Linked DNA regions of Mus musculus: region 2 is linked to region 1. The links are chromatin contacts, called in public HiChIP or PLAC-seq maps. All regions are on one chromosome and are shown on one strand. Each heading gives the region's core, a stretch centred on a gene start, on an enhancer-like site or on the middle of the called end of the contact. The rest is flanking DNA. Distances are from core to core; before and after follow the strand shown. Region 1 overlaps Arhgef12 (Rho guanine nucleotide exchange factor (GEF) 12). Region 2 overlaps D630033O11Rik (RIKEN cDNA D630033O11 gene).

What was found. HiChIP or PLAC-seq counts read pairs in DNA pulled down with a chosen protein or histone mark.
Region 2: a contact with region 1 is called in a FOXA1 HiChIP or PLAC-seq map of pancreatic cancer cells. The contact joins two enhancer-like sites. A contact is called at or near these places in 6 of 15 datasets of contacts at CTCF or cohesin (CD8 T cells, the NIH/3T3 cell line, large pre-B cells and 2 more), 76 of 484 Hi-C or Micro-C datasets (3T3-L1-derived adipocytes, the AML12 cell line, B cells and 47 more), 11 of 115 datasets of contacts at active chromatin or transcription factors (astrocytes, differentiating embryonic stem cells, embryonic basal ganglia and 5 more) and 3 of 9 other capture datasets (adipose tissue, embryonic stem cells and liver).

What each region holds. Positions count from the first base shown.
Region 1 is chr9:43,009,713-43,015,469 of GRCm38.p6, reverse strand. It overlaps Arhgef12 (Rho guanine nucleotide exchange factor (GEF) 12), which reads left to right. Exons shown (of 41, transcript NM_001359232.1): 12 at 5,217-5,291. Among named protein-coding and RNA genes, the nearest start is that of Gm36648, 65 kb to the right of the region's middle. Within about 2 kb of position 4,214, at least 77 of the 459 cell types and tissues checked have an H3K27ac peak or open chromatin away from gene starts, as enhancers often do. A contact at or near this core is called in pancreatic cancer cells, where this site is marked.
Region 2 is chr9:43,279,376-43,285,838 of GRCm38.p6, reverse strand. D630033O11Rik (RIKEN cDNA D630033O11 gene) reads right to left here. Exons shown (of 3, transcript NR_168927.1): 3 at 5,769-5,985. Among named protein-coding and RNA genes, the nearest start is that of D630033O11Rik, 23 kb to the right of the region's middle. Within about 2 kb of position 1,343, at least 41 of the 459 cell types and tissues checked have an H3K27ac peak or open chromatin away from gene starts, as enhancers often do. A contact at or near this core is called in pancreatic cancer cells, where this site is marked.

The DNA of each region.
Region 1 (5,757 bases), core at 2,965-5,464:
CTGATTCACACAGAGACTACCAGATGGATGTATTTGTTCATAAAAACATGTTAGGTTCATCCAGGCAGTGGTGGCACACGCCTTTAATCCCAGCACTTGGGAGGCAGATGCAAGTGGATTTCTGAGTTCAAGGCCAGCCTGGTTTACAGAATGAGTTTCAGGACAGCCAGAGCTACACAGAGAAACCCTGTCTCAAAAAAACCAAACCAAACTAAACTGAACCAAACCAAAAACATGTTAGGTTGAAAATGATGTAGAACTATAGTTTCATGAATACTAAAAGCTAAACCAAGCTAAGTATTGTAGCACATAAACTTTAATCTTAGTACTTGGAAGGCAAAGGCAGCAGGATCTCTGTGAGTCAGAGGGTACCCCGGTCTAAATAGAGAATTCCAGGCTAGCCAGTGCTACATAGTGACTCAGGCTATCAGCATTGCTTATGTAACATTATTTTATGCATAGTCCTGGTGATAGAAAAGAAATAGGTTGTCTCTTTTAAGGACAATGAGGTCATAGTTTTGTATCTGTGGGCTCTGGAATCAAGTTAGTAAGTTGTGACTAGTGATGGTTTTAAGACAAGCACAGGACATTAGGTTTGTTGTGTATGGAAGAGATGCTGTTACATCTTGTGACTTGTGGGCACAAGTACTGGTGAGTTGTTTAAGAGGAGGGGAAACTGAGGCCTGTGCTCTAAGGCATTATCTAGGATACCTTTTTTTTTTAAAGATTTATTTATTTAATTTATATGAGTCTTCAGACACACCAGAAGAGTGCATCAGACCCCATTACAGATGGTTGTGAGCCATCATGTGGTTGCTGGGAATTGAATACAGGACCTCTAGAAGAGCAAGCAGCCAGTGTTCTTAATCAGTGAGTCGTCTCTCCATCCCTGTCTAGGCTAACTTTGAGGCCTGGCTTACTGGTTCCGTTTCTAAAGGAAGCAAAATTTGAGAACCTTTTTTGAAAGATGATGATAACCAGATTTTAGAACTTCAATTTTCAAGGAAATTTATAATAGCTAATATTGTTCAAGCATTATAATAATGTTGGAAAATTTTTTGTTAGTTAATTCTGAAGACAGCTTTGTGGAGTATTGCCATTGTCACATTATAAAAGAAGTTCTGAGGGCAAAGGGAGGTTGCTGGCTTGCCCACCTTATTCAGGCACTAAATGATTTGCCTCTACCTAGCTCCAGTGGACTGATCCTCTAAATATACACAAAAGAACTGACACATGAGAACATGGCATATTTTAAGAGAATGAAGGTTTTAGGGCAACATAGAATATCAGGAGTGAAAAGCTAGAGATGAAATGAGACAGACTGGAGGGCAGGTGTGAAGGCTCTCCCACTCATCCTGGCAGCACTGTTTCAGGAACAGTCTGCCCTCTGCCCTATGTATATTATCTGCCGTTTCATTTCCAGAGTATGGGCATTCAGACCAAATGGTATGGATTGGAAATTAGAAATTTATTTTGTATTTAAGGAAATATTAGAACCAAAACCTGTGCTTTCCAAATACAGATATATAAAATGGAGTTAATTGATGAGTTTGGAATTAGGCATTACAGCAAATTAATTCTGTTGTGTAATTGGTAAATATTAGAGTACATAGTATCCTAGTTTCTCTTGCTGTGATGAAGCACCAGTTGGCTTACACTTCCACATCATAGTCCATCATTGGAGGAAGTCAGGACAGGAATACAAGCAGGGATGGAACCCAGAGACAGGACCTGATGCAGAGGCCATGGAGAGGTGCTGCTTCCTGTCTTGCTGTCCATGGTTTGCTCGGCCTGTTTTGTTACAGAGCCCAGGACCTCCAGCCCAGGGATAGACCCACGAACAATGGCCTGGGCCTCACACATCAATCACTGGTTAAGAAAATGTTCCACAGAGTTGCCTACAGCATGGTCTTATGTAGACATTTTCTCAGTTGAAGTTCCATCCTCTCAGATGACTCTAGTTTGTGTCAAGTTGACACAAAACTCTCGGCAAGACAATTAGTAAACTGACAGAGTACAGTATTTAGGCTCTAACATGTATGTAAATAAGGAGCACCACCAGAAATGCACCAGTGTAGAAGACAGATTGGAATAAAGAGACAGGGGTATCAAAATACAAGGAGAGTGGCTTCTTAGGAATTTAAAAGATGAATGCTGAATGGATGACAGTCACCATTTAGTGAGTGTTCACTTTGTGCTGGAAGTTACACTAATGCCTTGAGATACTCTTTTTATTCTTAAAGTATCTTAAGTAGTATTGCCATTGTATAGATAAACTAAGACCAAATAACTAAATATTGTGAAACCCTGAGGAATAACCTAGTCCAGATTTATCTACTGAGCACATAGCAAACTTGTTTAATTCCCACAAGTGTCAGTTTGAGGTAAAAGTAGCTTATGAATTTCCATATTTCTTTGAACTGTACTGCAGTGAATTTGGAAGGATCAGTCTTCTTTTGAGTTAGCATATTTTGCTTTTAAAATTTGTTATCTGTGTGTTTATGTCTGTCTGTCTGGTAGGCACACACATTTATATGTGCATATGGGTGCATAAAGCCAAAAATTGTCACTGGTGGTCTTTCTTCTATCGCTGTCCATCTTACTTTTTGAGACAGTCTTTACTGAACCTGAGCTTACCAACTGGTTAGTCTGGGCCGTCACGGGGCTCCCAGGATCTGTTTGTCTTGCCTCCTAGATCCTGGCTTACAAGTAGTCTGTGGCCAGCTTTTGCATGGATGCTGGCTGGGCTCCAGGATTCATACTCACGTCTTTATGGTTATGGAACAAGCACTTTGCTCACTGAGCCCTTCCCAGCTCTCTTCTCAGTTTTATAAATCAGTCTTCTAGTATTTGTGAGTTAAAAAATATAACTGGTTGCTCAGTTCCGTGAAGACTTAAAAGGATGTGACAAGCCAGTTTTCTCAGAAGTGCCTTACATATCATCTACAATTCAGGTTTTCTGATTTTCATTGTTTTAAATTTATTTTGAAAGTGCTTCAGAATGTCTACTCTAACTGTGTAGAAGGTCATTAAGATGCATAAGCATTGGGTCTAGTTAATCTTGCTATATGATTTTTTTATTGCAAGTTTTTATAACAAAATTTTAGTAAATATAAAATAATTATCAAATATATTTATAAGAAGAGAGGAAGAGAGAGGGGGCATAAGGAGGGCATGGGGCCATCACACCTCTCATAACCCAGTCTCAGCTCACACTTGTCTGTGACTCCTGCTCCTCAGCTCTGAGACTTTTATTTCATTAATGTGACTTTAAGAGGTGAGAGCTCTAAAGTGGAACTTCAGTCTTATTAAAACTTATGAATTAATAATTTTCCTAACACACAGTTTGATTACCCTCATTGTCTTACAGGGATTTTTATTTATTTATTTATTTTTTGCATTTTGCTTATTTGATTTGTTTTATGATTCTAGGGAGCAAACTCAGGGCTATGATGTGAGACTCCCTCACTAATACATCCTAGTCCTGGTTTGTTTGAGTCAAGATTCAGGCAAGGTCTTTATAGCATTCCCTTCCCCTCCCTCCCCTTCCCTCTCTCTCACTCCTTTTCTTCACTTCCCTCCTCTGTCCCCCCACCCCCCATATTTTTGTTTGGAAAAAATCAGGCCATATATCCAGTTAAACAACCCACTTTCTGACTGTCTTTTCATGGTGCTGTGTAACCCAGTCCCTATCTTTATTTCCTGAAAACTTAAAGTTAGATGTAGAGTATTGATGAAATTAAGGTTTGATAGTTATTGTTGGCAAGAACAATTCTTGGGTAATACTGGGTACATTTCCCCCTGTCAGAGCAGGGGGGGGAGTGGTTGTGTTAGCTGTTAATGCTTGATTATTTTTTTCCATGATAAAATTCTTTACCAGTCTGTTACATGTCTTTTACATTCCTCACAGGGTCAAGATGTCTGGATCCTTTATTCATTTAGGGGTTTCAAAAGCATACTATATGCATAGCTGGAGAGACTTCCCTTTACTAGCCATTAGCATAAAACATAGCTTGCATAGGAAATGCAACATTGTGACATTTTTCCTGGGGACATTGTTTCTATTCACCCCCTACAGATAGGGCAGTGACAAACCAGAGATGGTTCCATCCAAGACCTGTTCAGTGAATCAGTTGATTGAGTCTGCTTCCAGGATGATGGGTGACTCAGGCAGTTACATCACCAACAAAGCCTGCCTCTGCCTGCCTGATGACTCAAGGAAGCTGCTAATGTTATGGCAGTCCTCCACACCGCTGGCAAACAGCGGCACCACAGAGAGCATGCCGGGGTCCCAGCTATTGGTTTTTACTCAGAAAATCCTCACAGGAAGGCTCTTGGAGTCCTGTAAATTCCTTCTGAGTTTCTCGAGCTCCTTAGTGCTCTGCTCCCTCCAGGAGGGAGAATTCTGGTTGGGGAAATAGCTGCATCTCATGCAGAATAAATATCTCCACCAGAGTCTATATTCTTTGTGTGTGTGTTCCTGTTTGTTTGTTTGTTTGTTTGTTTGTTTGTTTGTTTGAGACAGAGTTTCTCTGTGTAGCCCTGGCTGTCCTGGGACTCACTCTGTAGACCAGGCTGCTTCTAACTCAGATCTGCCTGCCTCTGCCTTCCTAGTGCTGGGAGAGTCTATATTCTTTAAAAAAAAAAAAAAAAAACTCCAAAGAATGACCAGTGAGGGGTGGGGGTGAGTATATTTGTACTATTTTTAAACTCACAGGAGCTAATGTAAGCCATCAATTGTGAATAATTAGGAGAAGGGAAGACATAGTTTGATAATGTATAGGCTAAGAGAGATGAGAAAGATAAGAGTTTTATTGGAAATAACGAGTTTGAGGTCTGGCATATACCTGTTCATAGTTATGAGAAGGGAAAGGTGCCCCAAGCTGAGGCTTAGATGAAACGCTAGAGATGAGAAAGATAAGAGTTTTATTGGAAATAACGAGTTTGAGGTCTGGCATATACCTGTTCATAGTTATGAGAAGGGAAAGGTGCCCCAAGCTGAGGCTTAGATGAAACGCTTTCATTGTGTCTGTACTTTTTCAGTGTGATGTGGAGAAGCTGAGAGAACAGGTGACACCACTTAGGATATGAAGGATATTTAGTTTTTAATAAGAAGAAACAGAACTTTGTCCCCTTGTACACCGATCTTCCCCATTTTCATGTGGTCCTTACCAAAATGAATTAATTCTTGTGTGTATGTGTTCTCTTTTCATTAGAGTCCCAAGAGTAGCCTGAGAGAAAGGAGTTACCTGGAGGAAGCCCCAGAGAGAAGTGAAGGAGTTCAGGACGCTGTGAGTATGACATCTGCGCATTGAGTGTCATCTTGGCGTTGAGAGGGAGTCCAGTGTGGCACACATGCTGGCAAGTGCTTCATAGCAGAGCTCTGTCTCTTCTACCTTTTGTTGTATTCAGGATGTGCTAGGAGGATCTCACATGCTGTCTGGGAGAGAGGGTGGGGGACAAAACAAGACCTTTTTATTAGAAGAACATAGGAAAGACTTGAATAGGTAGTCCATAGCATTAATAGTGGATTATTACAGCAAACTATGCCATAACATTTCCTATTAACTTGTTTCTTTACTTTTTGTTGTTTTGAGATAGGGTTTTTCTGTGTGGTCCTGGCTGTCCAAGAACGTGTTAAGATCCTCCTGCCTCTGCCTTTTAAGTGCTGAGATTATTGGCATGCATCACAAGCACTTGCATGCTTTCTGGTTTTATGGGTGGACTATTTTGACCTGTTCACATAAACAGAATCAC
Region 2 (6,463 bases), core at 94-2,593, 270 kb before region 1:
TCCCACCTCTACAATGCTTAGGAGCATAGACCCCAGGATCCAGGTTGCTGCCTGCAGCCCACGTTGGCCAGTGCCAGGTATGATCCATCAGGATGGGCTGCCTGGCATACTGTGGCCACATCTCAGCCCCCTTACCCATCACAGATGTATACAGACAAGGGACAAGCCCTGCCAAGGCCAGCTAGCAAAGGGTCCCAGGAGTGGGAACAGGTAGGGCAGGGAGACCATTGGCACCTGAGCTCCAGGACACTGGCTCAGGAGCCCCAACTCCTTGGGCCAGCTCCAGCATGTTACAAGGAGAGGTCCCACCCTGCTTCTGGGCAGGATCCCAGCGCAGGAGGCCACCCCACCCCCAGGGCCCTGAATCACCCAGCCGGTGGCTGCTTGATTTACCCAGATCATTCTTGGCTCCGGCTGCTCCTCTTCAGGATGAAGGGAGAAAACAAGGGCTGGTGTGGAGCCAGCTCCCCTGAAAACAGTTAGGGCACATGATCAGAGCCACAGATGCATAAGGCCACACCTGACTTTTTCTCAAACAATTTCCTCCTTGAAGAAGCGTGCATAGGGGAGAGGAAGGGAAGATATCTGGGCCAAGGTCCCTTAGGACACTCCTATAGGGGCTGGGCAGGTGGCAAAGGGACTCAAAAGAGTGAAGACAACAGTCACACCCTAGCTAAGTCTGGAATAGAGGACTGGGGTAGCATCTAGCTCCATGGCTCTAACTCGAGTTGCCCAAGCCACTGAGATCACTACAGCTCATTGTCTCCTGTTTAAGAATAGAAGGGTCACAGTCATTCCAAATCATCCCAGGTGACACAGATCTGCTTCTCCTGTTTGCAGAGCAGGCTTGCCAAAACAAAACCAAAAACAAACAAACAAACAGATGTGGCCATTCAACTTTCTCTTGCCTCACCTGAGATGGTATATAACTCTCTCCATCCTACGAACCATTATCGGCTTGGGGTCCAAACTCTGCTTCCAGTAAAACACAGTAAGTTCCCTTCTAACTATGTGGCATTGGGAAAGCGGTCCCCTTTCTAGCAATGGCCAGCCTTTCTTTGGCTGGTGTTCCATGCTAGACCTTGGGCTAAGCATCTGTCCCCTTGACTGGCACAACCTGCTGGTACATCCCATTTCACAGGTGAAGAAACTGAGGCTTTGTGGGGTAATGGAAGACTTCTAGAAAGTGCAACTAGAAGGTGGGCAGTAGCTGAGCTTGGGCCATTGCTCCTCTCCTGTAGGGGCTGGTGGCGCGTGAATGGGCTCTGCCTTTAACACCAGCAAGGCTTTGCTCCCAGGCCCTGCAGTGAACCAAAGTGTAGTACCCATTTTTACCACAGGGTGTCTCCACACCACCGCTCAACCAGCCTCCCAGGGCAGGCTCAGCCAACTCCTCCCTGCGCTGGGTCTGGTTCCAGCCTACGTCTGCTTTGTCAGACTCTTTCTCCAGCAAGGCCTGAGGACAGCTGGGTGGCCTGGAACAGAAGTCTTGCTTCCCATAAAGGCCCCTAGCCTAAAGCCCTAGGTGGCTTCCTCTCTGACCTTTCTCGATCTCACCATCTTTGTGATCTATTGAAAGCCTCTGGCCAGTGTCAAAGCTCCCATCCAGCCGCGGGAAAAAGCCTAAAGAACAAGATGAAGTGCTCACTACCGAACAGTGGAAGCGCGCCATTAGTTTGGGGCCAACCAATGTTACATAGTTCCAGATCAGCGGGGGCTGCAGAGCAAGACCCTGAGCCAAAACATTGAGGGGAATAATAATAATCACAACAATGATAATGATGAAGAGAAGCAAGGGGTCATGGCAAGAGAAGAGGAAAGGAAAGAGAGAGAAGAGAAGCAACTAGGTATGATAGTTCAGACCTGTAATCCCAGTACATGGGAGGCTAAGGCAGGTGGATTGCTGAGTTCGAGACCAGCCATAACTACATAGGAAGACCCTGTTTCACAAAAATAAGAGAGAGAGAAAGAGCTTAAAGCCAAGGTGCAGACCTGTAATTCAGAATGTGGAGGTAGAGACAAGGGCAGTAAGAGATGGAGACTCTTACTACTCAGTCTGGACTACATGAGACCTTGTGTCCAAATGAGGAGGGGATGATGGAAAAGGAAGAAGAAAGGAAAAAAGCCTAAGGAGACTCTAGGTCCTCTGCGAGCCTTTGTCAGCTTGGAGACAGGCTCAGGCCTTGCTCTGGGACCCCTCTCAGTCTGGCATCATGACTGCTGGCTTCTAGTTCCCCGTATCTCACATGTTCTTAGAAGCCCCTCTGTGATGGTCATCAGAAGAGGTATAATGAGAGATTCCACAAGCCTATGTAAATAGGAACCATTCTGGAAGTCCTTTATTGCAATAGAAATGTTGATTGCCAAGGTGCGGACACTGAAGCTAGGTTGATAAGCTTTTCCAAAGCCACTCTGAAGTCAGCAGAGGTCACATGAGCACAGCCATTCTCCCAAAAAGCCACACTTGACCTTGGAATTGCCTGCTTCCTAGTCCAGGTGCGACCTATTCCAGGGTGCTAACAGAGAAGAAAGAGCCAGGGATTCTGCAGTTAAGGAGGTCGGGAGCCAGGGTAGGTGAAGGCTGGCTACTAACAGATCAGGACTGGAGCAGGAGGCCAGGAAGGCTGGCTCCCAGAGCTGTGTGGAGGACCTGACTGGAGAGACTGGCTGGCTGTGTGAAGCCACTGTGAATGTAGAGGAGAGAGGGGTGCTTCCTACAGTGCCTCTGCAAAGGCCACAATAGAGGACGCTTTCCCTAGAAACCTGACCAACCCCATCAGCCTCAGCCACAGCCCTGCCTCCCTGCCTGCAATACAGGATCCCCTCCACCACCAAAGCCACGCCAAGGAGAGAAGCCTCTGTGTGCTCTCTCTACAAGAGCCATGTCAGGATAATGGAAGCAAGCTTGGAGCCAGCCAACCCACACCTGGCCATCAAATCACAAGCAGCCAGCCAGTTGAACATGGCGTGTGCCATCTGGCCCCCAACCTAACTACAGCATCTGGGACAGACATTAAATAGTGTCCTTTATGGTGAGGGTTTGGTGATCCACCTAACTATGCACTTCCCACAGGCCCAAGGTCGTGGAGTTAACTGAAGTCCGTGCTGGATTTGAACCCTAGACTCCTTACTCTTGAACCAGACCATCACCCAGTCCGCCATCAGACAGCTTCCTGGATCTCGGTTTCGTCATCAGACCAAAGATATCTAATCTGCCTCCCTCGAGGCTGAAACGGAATGAAAGGTAGATTGCGAAAGGCTTTGAAAAATTAAAATTGTGTTTCGAATGACCAAACCATGGCTGTACATGAGGAGGATCTCCATAGAGCTCCCCGGGGTGGGCCAGTAGCTTGGCTCAGAGATGTAAGCAGTACTCAGCCAAAGCAAACATCCGAACATCGCTGAGCAAACACCTCTGCATCGTTAGGAGGATGGATGGTCCTCTCTAAGCCCCCGTAGAAGCGATTCTCAGGTACTCCACAAAGCAGTTAGCCACATCACTGCGCTACATCACTTCTTGTTGGGGGCTGGAGGTCAGGGGAGCAGACTTGCAAGGTTGGCATACAACTCTGTCCCCACCCTGAGTCCATGCTGGTTGGAAGACAACGTAAGTAAGCAATGCCTATCAATCCTGGGCTGCATATCCCTGTGGCAGCAATTCTGTTTCCAGAAATTGCACAGATGACTGTGCATAAAGCTGGCACCTCAGCTTCATCTTTATAGATAGACTAGAATGCCCTTCCTTAGGAGAGGTCAAAAAAAAAAAATCACCATGGCTGTGCTTTATATATAGCAAAAGGTGAAATTAATCAGATGCTCATATAAAAAATAAAATGTGTGACTAAACAAAGTCGACTTGTACAAAGATCTCTAATATGTATTGTTAAAAGCTACTAGCCAAGGCTTGACCACCTAAGCCAAGGATGATCCTGAACTTCTGGCCCTGCTGCCTCCCCTCTCAAGTGCCAGGGTGACAGATACATACCACCATGCATAGCTTTGTGTTTGCTTGCTTACTTACTTGAGGCCAGGACTTCTTGCTAATTAGCCCAGGCTAGCCTCAAACTCCTAGCAATCCTCCTACCTCAGCTTTCTGAGTTCCGAGATTACAGATGAGTACCACCAAGCCTGGTTCAGAAAAACAAAACAAAACAAAACCAAAAAAAAAAAAAAAAAACCAAGCAAGCAAACAAACGAACAAAAATGTAAATGATTCGGATATACTATAGCCTCTGCTTGAGAGATGGGTGTTCTAAAGTAAAGGGGGCTTATTTTTTCATTATATTCTTATATATACTACTTCTTTTAACCAGGTAAGAGAAGAAGGGGGAGAGGAGAAAGGAGAAGAGAATAACCATGAAAAATAATTTTGGGGGTTCAACCACATGTCTCAGCCCCATCCACTTTCCAAGTTCCAAATCTTCTCCCAGCTCTGACCACTCCGGCCTGTCTGTTTCCACTCCAGCCATAGCCCCTGGAGATGGCTCTCCTCCATTCTGTGGGGACCAAGGACTCCCTTTCATGCCCAGCCACAAGAAGCATCAAGGGTCCCCATGGGAGAACCTCAGATGCTCGGACAGAGGAGGTGCTCTAGGTAGAGCCTTTGTGAGCTCGCCCAGGGGCTTGGTTTCCCATTAGATTCATGGAAGGAGTGGCTATTTAAGACCAAGCTTCAAAGAGTAGAGGATTTTCAAAAATCGCTTTTGGGGAATATGCGGCTTTTATTAGAGGTGTCAGACGCTAATGAGGGCTCTGCATCTTTCCCAGCCTACAGAGTGGCTCTCTCCATCTCGTTCCGCCCCCACTCATTCTGGAAGCCGGATACCCCTACTTTGATGAGTCAAGAGAGGTGGGGGAGTTCAAGGAACAATCGTTTCCCCTCCTCAGCCGTCCTTGCTTTAGAAGCCAAGAGGACCCCAGGGAGGCAGGGGGAAGCCAAGGGCAGGGCTCAGAACAGGTTCAGACAGGGCAAAGGGGTCAGCCCCGCTGCCTGTGCCTCTGTGCAGGATTTCATTGCAACGAATTAGCAAATCTTGGGCCTGCCCCATGCCACAGGGGCTGACACCCTCCACACTAATGCTCTTGGGGACAATGATCTAAGTGCACTCAAAGCTTGCACAGAAGCAGGAACAGCTCCGCGTTGTACGATTCCATCATTACAAACGAGGATGTTTGTAATGCCAGGAGTTGTGTTGCATGTATGTAATCCCAGTGCATGGAAGGCTGGGGCAGGAGGATCGCTGTGAATTAGAGGCCAATGTGATCTGCATAGTGAATTGGGCCAGGCCAGTCTCAGGTACACATGGGTCTCAAAAGAAAGAAAGAGAGAGAGAAAGAGAGAGAGAGAGAGAGAGAGAGAGAGAGAGAGAGAGAGAGAGAGAGAGAGGAAGGAAGGAAAAAAGAAGGAAAAGAAAAGAAAAGAAAAGAAAAGAAAAGAAAAGAAAAGAAAAAGAAAAAAATAATTTTATTGTCTTAGTTTTATTTTGAGATAGGTTCTTAGTATTACAGTTCAGGCTACCCTTGAATTTGTAATCTTCCTGCCCTAGACCCCACGTAAAACTTAAACTAGAAGTTTGCTTGTATCATTGTGAAGTCCTTTGGGGTTTGTTTAACAGGTGTGGTGGTAATGGCAGTGATGATGGTGGTGGTGGTGGTGGTGGGGATAGTGGTCCTGATGTTGGTGATGCTGATAACGGTAGGAGACTGACTGTCCATCATGGTAGTGAGGAAGGGATTAGCAGGTAGAAAATAAATTCATCCTTTAGAGCTGGATAGAAAGAAAACAAGTTTATTTGCCATACTACAGGGGGCAGTGAGCGGGGCAGTAACAGGAGCTCAGCCCACCAGTTGTGAGGCTTCACCCCAGGTTGAATGTTGGTCCAAGTCCCAGGTTAGACCAAGTGAGCTTGAAGCGTATGCTGAGTGTCCAGCGCAGAAGAGCATCACCCAGTTCATCTGGATAGATGACAACACTCTCAAAAGTATCTGCAAAAAGAATATATGCTTCAGGTTTGCACAGATGACTACACGTGTGACCTTACTATAATCATCCTTATTTATAAAGTGAGGACATTAGTTATTAACACTAGATGTGTTTTAGCCTGTAGATTGGACACTAGAAGTTATTCCTTTGTGGGGCATTGGGATATTCAGAAATCCCAAGCTATAAGGGCTTTCTCTCACTTCCTGCCAATGTCTAGGTTGCAATCCAGGGCCGTCCTCTACCTCTGAGTAACACCTCCAGCTCTGAGGTTTGTTTGTTTGTTTGTTTGTTTGTTTGTTTGTTTGGCTTTTTCGAGACAGGGTTTCTCTGTATAGCCCTGGCTGTCTTGGAACTCACTTTGTAGACCAGGCTGGCCTCAAACTCAGAAATTTGCCTGCCTCTGCCTCCGAGTGCTGGGATTAAAGGCATGTGCCACCAGCCCGGCCTCAGCTCTGAGTTTTGTCGTCTTGTTTTGTTTTG